Regions from separate parts of the Mus musculus genome. Here region 2 is linked to region 1. The links are chromatin contacts, called in public Hi-C maps. All regions are on one chromosome and are shown on one strand. Each heading gives the region's core, a stretch centred on a gene start, on an enhancer-like site or on the middle of the called end of the contact. The rest is flanking DNA. Distances are from core to core; before and after follow the strand shown.

Region 1 (4,914 bases), core at 1,035-3,534:
CTGCCATAGCTGATGCGGAAACACGATACAGGGTGAGTCCAACGGTGCAGTGTGACCAACAGCAAACACCACCCAGGCACCGCAAAGCCTTGTGATGTCCAGCCTTCAGCCTCTGCTTCGCTTCCTCATCAGAGCTGTGGTGTCCTCTGGTGTTTTTACTCACCAGTGAAGTTAACTATATTGGAGACTTTTTTCTAAAGATTAATAGAACATTGAACGTGAGATCTACCCCTTGGATAGTTTGTAAGATAACCAGCAAGGTATCGTTGCCTTCAGGTGGAGCACCCTCAGCAGATCTGTGGAGCTCATCCATCCCACTTGGCTAGACTTTGCACTAGCTGGTTAATGGTTCCCCTTCCCTGACCCCAGCCTGCACAGCCATCATTGCACTCTGGTTCTATGACTCTGCATGTTTTTAGAGGAATTATGTAAGTAAAGCCATACAGTGATTGCCTTCTGTGACTGTGGTATCTCACTGGGCATAATGACCCAGAAGTTCATCTGTGTGGCATACTCTCTTTCCTTGTTAAGCTGAATGCTACTTTTCTGTGTGGTTTCTGCCCAATTTGGCTTATCCATTCATACGATGATGACGGTAGAGTTGTTTCTGTGTCTTGACTATTTTGAGTAACACAGTAAATGTGGGAACTCTCACAGGAAGACCATTGATTCACTCACTTCAGGACCCTGATTTTAGATTTTTTAGATATAAATTCAGACATGGGTTTTCTGGGTCATATAGCAATTCCATTTTTACTTTTTATTTTTTAGTAACAACTATATTGCTTTCTATAACACTTTCCATTCATAGCCCCCCCAATGGATAGATTTGCTTCTGAGAGGCTAACTGGTTCCTGAGCCTCTCTGCATAGGCATTCCTTGTTTCTGCTGAGATGCCTGTCCACATTACACTCTGGCAAGACAGTGCGGTACTGGCCTTCTCTTGGGGCTATGTTCAAATGCTATTTCCTTGGCAACACCCTCCCCTGGGTCTGGTTCTCTCTTTGCATTTCTGAATGCAAGGCTCATGTAGCAAGTGAGTCTTTTCTTATTGCTGCCCTCGAGACCAGCCATGTGGCCTGGTCACCTTGCCATCTCCACAACATAGAGCTCTGTGTAGCCCTTTGGAATGAGTGCATGGAAGACCTTTGTGGTACACAGCCTCCTTCTGTTAGAGGTTATTGGTCACTACTCATTGTGTCATGTCAGCTAAGGGGCGAGATGGAATGCTAAATAAGACCATGGTCCTTACTCATTTAACTGAAAGGGTTCTTTCCAATATTTTTGCTATGGCATGTTTTAGGTATCTTTTGACTACCTTGGTATAGAAGTAAATCAAGTACAGAGAATTCAGAAGTTAAGGCCCACATGCTAACTCATTGGATAGAAAGGAAAACTGCACCTTCTGTGGTTGAAGTGACTTCCTTATGCTAGTTGATAAGAAAAACAATCCTTCTTCTGTAGCAACAGCCACATGCTTTTACAAAAAAGAGGTGCAGGAGAAGAAAGGTGTCTGGATAGTTACTAGCAGACTTTCTGAGGCTGTGAAGAGTCCTCCAGCCAACTCTTTGTACTGGGGGCTTTAGAGTACTCGACCTTGTTTAAGGTAAAGGGATGTTTGTTTAGCAAAAGCAATGGTAGGAGTGCCCTTGACACTGAAATGTTGCTGGGATTGGAGGCTCTGGAATGCTATGTGGGCACCACAGCCATGTGGACTTTCTCTCCGGTGCCTGCTTTGGGTCTTGCTTCCTCTTTCAGGATATGCAGCCTGGCTTGCTTACACTAACAGATGGCCTGTGCACTCCAGTCTGGGTCCAGGAGCTGACACTTCTGACAGAACTAACTCTGTGTATCCCAGTGACCATGAACTTCCCTCTGCAGGTGTCACTTCCTTCTTTGTAATGGCGATAGTACCTGATATCTTTATTTATAGGTTGTGAGGGCTTCTGAGGTTAAGCATCTATCTACATGTGCTGTGAAGGTCCTGGGTGTGAATTGCACCTGATTATAGATGCTTTTTTGAGATCTTGGGCAGATTTCAAAACCAGAGGGCCAAACAAGTCCATCCTTACTTCAGAGCCCATGACACTGAGGACAGAATAGTCACAACAGAGTGCTTCAGGCATAGGAAGTCCAGCTCCAAGACAAACACCTCTGTGCCTCACCCCGAAGGGTTGCCCATGATGGAGAAGCCAGTTAGAATGGCACACAGGCCAAGTGTAGGGTCAACTCAGTTTACAGAGGTAAATGAGGAAGTGCAAGGCTGCCAACCCCCTGGGGTGATTTCCCCTTCCCTGGGCGAAGGTCACTGCCTCTCTGACAGGGCTGTTCTCACTAGCCTAGCAGACACTGAGGCTGCACTTATAATACTGTCATATGATCCAATTCTGACAGCAGCTGTGTACTCTCTGGCTGTTTCCTTTTGAGTGTTTCTGGCGGCCGCAGTCATTGAGTCGCTGCAGGATGCTGTGTTTCAGGAAGGCACTCTGAAGAAAGCCTGTGATTTCCTTCATTATTAACTTTATTTTTGGCATTGCGTGTATGCATGTGTATCCCTCTCAGCCCTCTGCCCATCTTCCAATCCTTCACCTCTCCAAAAGCCTCTACTTCCCCATTCGTCCTGTCTCAGGCCCATGATTTGCCTTTAATTAATTCACATCTGTGCTGGCCCACACAGTGTCTAGAACCCTGAACCCTAATCCGTCTTCTTTTTAAAAAGCTTAACACAAACAGAGCCCACAGTACTTGGCCTTTCAAAATTCCTTTTATTTTCATTGTTATCACATTTTAAAAATTGTGTGTGTGCCTGTATATGCACTCACGTGCATGCCACAGTACACATACAGGAGTCAGAGGACAGCTCTGTCTCTCTTTCCATCCTGCGGGTCCTGGGGATTGAATTCAGGTTGTCAGGCTTGGCAGTAGACAAACTTACCCACTGAGCCATCTTGCTAACTATTACAAAAGAAAAAGAAAAGGCCTCAGTGTCCTACCTCAGAGGCTGTCCTGCGTTGGTGTAGGGAGAGAAGGAAACAGGAGCCATTTCTATACCGATACCGGGTACTGTCTGGTGATTAAGCTGGGCTTAGGACATCTGGTTTGAGACTTTAAAAACATAAAGAAAATTAGCAGATGATGCATAAAATGGTGAGATTCTGTCTTCTCTCTGTGGAAATAAATGTTTGGAAGGAACTTCACGGGGGGAGCAGCCCACACATGGCCCAGTTCTGGAGCCTGTGGAGGGCTGATAGGAGAAATGGAGCCCAAACTCACAATAGCCACACCCTGGCCTTTCTCTTAAGCTACTTCCCACTCCCCTACACCGCTGCTCATTCTCTTTTTCATACGTCAATGACAAGAAACTACACACAGGCTTGCACACATAACACAGCTTTTGTAGCTTTTTGCTTGTTTTGTGTTTTGTCTTGTGTTTTGACCAAGGAAGAGTTTCTTTGTTACCAGGAATAGAACATAAGAAGTGATGAACAGGGCATTTATCCTCTTCTTCCTCTTTCCACTAAGACTCGTGTGTGATGATGAGAAACTGATAGCACTCGGGCATCTCTAACCATCTTACTGTGAGGTTCAGCCCTGTGTGGTCCAGACTGACTTTAAACTCACTGAAATCCTCCTGCCTCAGCCTCCTGCATGATAGGATTGTAGCAGTTAGCCCCCACACCTCCTCTGTCTATCTTGTTTTATCTGGGGAGTCAGCAGTCAGTGTGCAGGGGAAAGCTTTAATGGGAGAGTAGCTGCCAAGTTGATGGGTGGAATATGGGAACCCAGAGATATGGACTTGAACATGTCATTGAATGCTAGAGAGGAGCTAGGATTTTGTACACTGTGTAGCACAAGTTCTGATGTGTTTCCCTGTTGCTTCCTTAAAGGAAGGAATAGGACAAAGGCACCCACCTGACTCCTTCAAAGATAGAGTCCACATAGCAACATTTGATCTTCCAAGCAGGGCTTTGTGCTTTTATGTTGCCTACTTGTGGACATATTCTTAATTGACTCCTTAATGGCACTTAAATAGCACTTCTTAATTGACAGGAAAAAGCAAAGGTTAATTGAAGATGACTCTGAATTGTGTGATTTATCTTCTTCTCCATGGTAAAGATTCACTATGTTTCCGAATGATGCATTAAGAAATTAGAGATGGGAGAGCGGGGCTGAAGAGATGGCTCAGTGGTTAAGAGTACTGACTGCTCTTCCAGAGGTCCTGAGATCAATTCGCAGCAGCCATGTGATGGCTCACAACCATCTGCAATGGCCATCAATGCCCTCTCCTGGTGTGTCTGAAGACAATGGTGCTATTAGTTGTGTCCTTGAATGTTTCCCAACAACCTATGTGTTAAAGGGCTGACAGACAGAATGTCATCACCAGAGGATATGAAATCTTGCAGAGGACAGGCATAATGTGGGACGTGCCCTCAAAGCAGACTGTGGAACCCCAATCTCTTTCTCTCTGCTTTATTTCTTGGATAAGGAGAGTGGTGTTTGCTTTACCGTGTTTCCCCTCTATAATGTGCCACCATGCGCCTAACGACAGCAAAGCTGACTGATCATGGGCTGGAACCTTGAAAACTGGAACCCAAAGGAATGCATCCTCTGTGTAAGATGACTTGTTGCGGTGACAGAAAGCTAACTAACACAGATGACATCAGATGACATGAATCAACTGACATCTCCCATACTTGGTTCTCCTCTTCAGTGACCCTGTTTCTCATCCTTCCTATTGTTCATCCATTAACAGATAGTGCATCCATCACCTACTGAGTACTTGCTGCATGCCAGACTCTGAGGATAGAAAGACTGCTGTATTATTGAGACATTTAACATCATCCCTAATATACTTGTGGGTCTGATCATGGTGCAGAGGTCACTGCTGTGGAGGCACATACTAAGTGCAGTGGG
Region 2 (5,391 bases), core at 688-3,187, 380 kb before region 1:
TGGTGAAGGCGTGGGAGGATTGTGATGAAGGTGAGGGAGGACTGTGGTGAAGGCATGGGAGGACTGTGATGAAGGTGAGGGAGGACTGTGGTGAAGGCATGGGAGGACTGTGATGAAGGTGAGGGAGGACTGTGGTGAAGGCATGGGAGGACTGTGATGAAGGCGTGGGAGGACTGTGGTAAAGGTGTGGGAGGACTGTGGTGAAGGCGAGGGAGGACTGTGGTGAAGGCATGGGAGGACTGTGATGAAGGTGAGGGAGGACTGTGGTGAAGGCATGGGAGGACTGTGATGAAGGTGAGGGAGGACTGTGGTGAAGGCATGGGAGGACTGTGATGAAGGTGTGGGAGGACTGTGGTGAAGGCATGGGAGGACTGTGATGAAGGTGAGGGAGGACTGTGGTGAAGGCATGGGAGGATTGTGATGAAGGTGAGGGAGGACTGTGGTGAAGGCGTGGGAGGATTGTGCTTAGTGGCTGTGGTTTCAAGGCCCTTTCCAGTGTGTCTATGGGGTGGGTGGACTCAGCCTCTACCACTGACTGGGCTCTAGAAAGGTCACTTCCCTGGCTCAGAAAAATGATCGCTGAATCCTTACTAAGCAGCGTTAAGTACCTTCTACTTGGTGACTGCCAAGTGTGTTATTTTTACTTCCAAAGGAGTTAATTTGACATATTAGTTAGAATACTTAAGAAAGAATATAATGACGATGAAAATATTAGGGAGGCATTCTTTTAAACAATATTTATTATTTTAGTTTTGTGTCTGTATATGTGTTTTGTCTGCACGTCTGTAGCATGTATATTTACATGTGTGTGCCTGGTGTCCACAGAGGCTAAAGAAGGCACTGGAGCTCTCAGAACTGGAGTGGTAGACGGTTGTGAGCCACCAGGTGGGTGCTGGGAACTGAGTGTGGGTCTTCTGGAAGAACATCAAGTATTCTTAACTGCTGAGCGTATCTTCAGCCCCAGGAAAGCATTTCTGAGGTAATGACTGGAGTCAGTGGCCGACCTGCGGAAGTGAGGGAGCCCCTTTGAGGAGGTGTTGAATTTGGCTGTTGGCTTTAGGGAAGCTTTTAGCTTTGGTATTGTTGGCATTGACATTGTACTGAGCCTTCTAGCACTGAAAGTCAGCCACTGTAAGGGGAAGTCAACACCGTGAGGCCTACAGAGGAAGGAAGGGGCCCCATGGCCTGCTTGCTGTTTTCCTAAAAGCTGGCTATACTTGTCCAGATAATTGTTTTATTTTTTATTTTTTTATTTTTTCATTTCTTTGGGAGGCTAACCTTTAACTTACTATTTAGCGCAGGCTGGCCTTGAACTTACAACAGTCCTCCCTAACTATGTCAACCTCCTCAGTATTGGAATTATAGGCATACACCACTTGCGGGAGAACCCACGACCGTGAGTGCACAGGGTGGGTGGTCCATATGGGCTGTTCATTGTGTAGCAACTTCCTGGTTATCTTAGAGGAGAGCAGGCAGTTTAAGGGCCTAGGGGTCTTTTTTAAACTGGCATCTGAGCTCTAGAACCTTCTATTCAGCTGATTGCATGTAGTGAGGCAGTTTGTCTGGGTTGTCTGAACAATGGATGACTTTTGATCTTGTCATATCATATCCAGATCTTGGGGCTCCTCCACTGGACTCTGGTTATTGTTTGTGTTGTGACCCTCAAGGGTCACCAAGGCAAACCCTCCCTCCCACTTCATTCCCTCCAAGTCTTTCCATTTAAGAAACAGATGGCGATGGTGAAGACCTACACCGACCTTTCTCTTCTTCTCTTGGGGGATTTCTTCCTGCACTCTGGCATTTGGAGAGCCGGTGGGTGCCATGGAGTTGCCACAGATTCCCCTATCTGGGGATGCTGATTTATGGAGCCTGGGACTTGAGAGGCCTGTTTTTTCTCTTTGGATGTTGAGGCTGTAGGTGGTGAGGGCTCCACCAGATGGCAGCAGGCACTGGTTGTACTGAAGAAATCCTGTCAATATTCTAGTGCTTTGGCAAGGATAGCCACTCAGACTTAAGCATTCATTTCCTGTGTTGATCTAAATGTTTATCAAACCCAAGAGCACACGGATGCGGTGCAGCCATGACTACGTAGCACTAAGGAAACAGAGGTCTCAGGTCTCAGCTTCTCTGGGATATGCTAGTAGAACCCGTAGATTTCATCCACAGAAGTAAGTTGTTCCCATCAAGGTTTGATAGGGAATACTTTTTGTTGTTGTTCATTAATCCAGTATCCATTCGATCTTAGCCATAAGCTTTACTATATAGAGATAGACAGGTCATCTAGTTAACAAAAGGATATTGCTTAGGCTTTTGTTCTGTTGTTGGAGTAAACTGAAAATATAATGCTAGGGAGGACTTAGAAAGGAGGAAGGCGGTACTGTGAATGCTTCCGAGGCTGGTTAAAGACCTGCAGAAGAAAGGAATCAGGAAATTGATGACCTGAAGGGTTAATGACAGTTAGGAAAATCACCATTACAACACCATGTACACTAACTGGGAAATATTGCAAATTTTTTCCAGTGATGGAGATAAGCTAAGACCAATGGGGGAAGTTCAAGGAAAAACAGGGTTGTTTGCACAGTATTAAGACCTTGTTCTCTGAGATATTTGATAATGGCAAAGAGAAAGCAACCTACCCATCCCGGTTTAGCATCGCCAGTAGGCCTGTGCACACTGTTGCAACACACACATGCACACACGCATGCCCCATACTTCCACAGAGGGGCACTCAACATGCCTTGTGGGATTCTGCCCAGTGACATATCATCACCGAGTTTTAGCCACCTGGATATCCAGCTCCAAGGAAGAGTTGTGAAGTCGCTCACCTGAATTCCTCACAAGGCCTGCATGAGAAACACGGACAGACCAAAGCCATCAGAGTCAAGGAGATCCCGACAGCTCAGTGTAGCCAAGTTCTGGACTGCATCTGTAGCAGAAGAAAGTAGCAGTAGTGAGGCACTAGAGAAACCCCAATGAAGGGGCTTTACACTCAGTAGCATCATCCACTGGGTATTCCCTGAATGTGATGAGGGACCTTAACTGTACGAAGTATTGACAATAGGGGGGCTGCTATGGGTCATGTGGGAGTCCTGTCTGTGCCTTCATGGCTTACCTACAATTCTAAAATTAACTATAAATTAAGCATTACAGAATAGGAACATAGGAACATGAAAGCATCTTGCGGTCTAGAGAATGGCTCAGAGGCAGAACCATGCCTAGCAAGGCGAGACCTTGAGTTTGATCCTTGCACAGGGTGTGGGGTTAACCTGAAAATGAACTGTTTTCTAGAGTTAGGGATGTGGCCTAAAAAATTAAACCAGCTAGTGATTTTTTTTGCTGTGGGTTCTAAACTGACATGTGAGGAATTCGTATTTTAAGTTTGTTTGAAAATGGGCTGCAGGCACTGTAATATTTCTTTAATTATAACACTTTCTTCAGTTTCTTAATTATTATTCTTGTGTGACAACAGGTGGAAAATCATGAGCAAGTGTCATGGTAATAATGAGTATTATTTGAGACTTAAGTGTTTGTTAGAGTCTTCAGACAATCTTCCTGTTTAATGCAGCTGAGCCCTGTATAGAGGACAACCAAGCAGAACTAACCTGTTCTCCAGGCACAGGTAGCAGGAACAAGGTTGGAAACAGCTGTACTTGGGGTCAGTGTGCATACGTGCTAATGTCGTGGCTTACCAGCAGCACAGCAGTCTGCAGTCCCATAATATGAACATCAACAAGGCCTTACTGAGCTTGAAGGTACAAGTTCTTTGTCCACGTCACTTCCGTTGGTTACTCTCCTCATTACTGTCACTAAAGACACAGCTTAAAGGAGAAAGGGTTTATTTTGACTTCCAGTTTAGAAGGGATACAGCCCATCGTATAGAGGAAGGCATGGTTGTGGGGGTGTGAGACAGCTGGTCACATTGTAGCTGCAGTCAAGAGGCAGAGTAGACAGGAAGTTGGGCCAGGCTATGAAACTACAAACCCACCCCTAAGTGACTCACCCCAGTGAGGATCCCCTCCTAAAGGTACCCCAATCTTCCAAAGCAGCACGACTGGCTGGGGATTAAGTGTTCAAACACACAAACCTACAGGGGACATTTCACCCTCAAGTCACTGCACCACCCTCCAGTAGAGACTGATCCAAGAGTAACTTCCCATTCAGGAGGTTGTTGATCAGTGTGTAGATGGCGACTGGGGAGGGCAGTGCTGCAGGACTATTAGCAAAGTGGTCGTTTTAAACTGATGGCCCCTGCAGGTAGACACACGATAAGCTCAGGCTTTCCTTGTTGTAAATTTTGGATAACCCTTCTTAGGTTTTTAAGTGATGACTCTTCTTAAGGTATTGCTTTTAAGTGAATGGAAGAAATGAAAATATAAACTGTCACAGAATCTTTGCTCCAGTGTTAGCTAGCTCAGGCATAGGGAGAGCCGTGTGTGTCGGGCTAGGCTTTGAGCCTGCTGTGGTACCTGCTTTTGTGTTCGTGATTCTTGGTGAGCCATCCGTTTCCAAGCTGGTTTGGAATGGATGCACTGATGGTTTATAGACTCCATCTGTGTGCTCAGGAGACTGCTGGTTCAGCGTGATGAGGGTAACCTAGGGATGCAGGAGGAACCCAGAGCTTCTGGGGACTATCTTTGGTGAAATACCAGCATTTTGACCAATATCCCTCAGTGGCCTGGATCTAGGACTTTGAGAGATTGGAGACCAATATACTTTAGTGTCCTCAGGGCTATACTGGCCTTAGGAACTCTTTGTCATAGACATCTGAGGAGTGACTTGTTCCAAATCTATTCTGGAAAGTCCAGTAAAGATTCCACATCTTTGACTCTGCAGTTCACATTTAGCAAAGATTAGGCATGCAGATAGCTTCAGGAGTTTGTACAGAAGTGTCTTGCATCCCAGGATTCATTCCCGATCCCGGATTCCCATGGTAGCTGGGAGGATAAGACTTGGGCTGTCAGTTAGCAGTGTGAAGGCTGTACTGGGGCTGCCTGTACTTCCTCAGACAGACAGATTTGGGTCACAGTTAATAAGAACAATAAAGAAAGTGGTTCTCTGCTGCCACACCCTCTGAGTGGGGAGGCGAGAGAATCGGAACTTGTGTGGGGTTCAGTGATTTTCAGTCTGACAGCTCACTTCCTGAGCATCTTTCCTTTGCTCTATGTACCCAGAAATGTAGCTGACCCGAGTTCCCAGACTCCTTTCTTATTGGTTTGCTGAGTCCCTCCCCGGTGCTGCACACCACTGGGTGGAGGAGCAGGGAAGAAGGCAGGGGAGGGAGCCAGAGCTGATATCCCATGAGTGTGACTGACTGAGGAAACATGCTGCAAGAGAGCCATGGCATATGCCAGCTCCTTCTCCAGAAGACCCATGACACGTGCTAGCCCCTTC

The links. A called contact is a pair of places that touch in the nucleus more often than the background predicts.
Region 2: a Hi-C map of the HPC-7 cell line shows a contact between it and region 1, with 4 times the contacts expected there. The contact joins two enhancer-like sites. A contact is called at or near these places in 3 of 484 Hi-C or Micro-C datasets (the HPC-7 cell line, embryonic stem cells and liver), 6 of 115 datasets of contacts at active chromatin or transcription factors (VIP interneurons, embryonic basal ganglia, embryonic stem cells and 3 more) and 3 of 9 other capture datasets (embryonic stem cells, embryonic tail and embryonic trunk).

Annotation. Positions count from the first base shown.
Region 1 is chr13:34,252,306-34,257,219 of GRCm38.p6, reverse strand. All of the region lies in intron 3 of Slc22a23 (solute carrier family 22, member 23), which reads left to right. Among named protein-coding and RNA genes, the nearest start is that of Gm52037, 57 kb to the right of the region's middle. Within about 2 kb of position 2,284, at least 96 of the 459 cell types and tissues checked have an H3K27ac peak or open chromatin away from gene starts, as enhancers often do. A contact at or near this core is called in the HPC-7 cell line, where this site is marked.
Region 2 is chr13:34,632,742-34,638,132 of GRCm38.p6, reverse strand. The region is part of intron 3 of Pxdc1 (PX domain containing 1); the gene reads left to right. Among named protein-coding and RNA genes, the nearest start is that of Pxdc1, 17 kb to the left of the region's middle. Within about 2 kb of position 1,937, at least 17 of the 459 cell types and tissues checked have an H3K27ac peak or open chromatin away from gene starts, as enhancers often do. A contact at or near this core is called in the HPC-7 cell line, where this site is marked.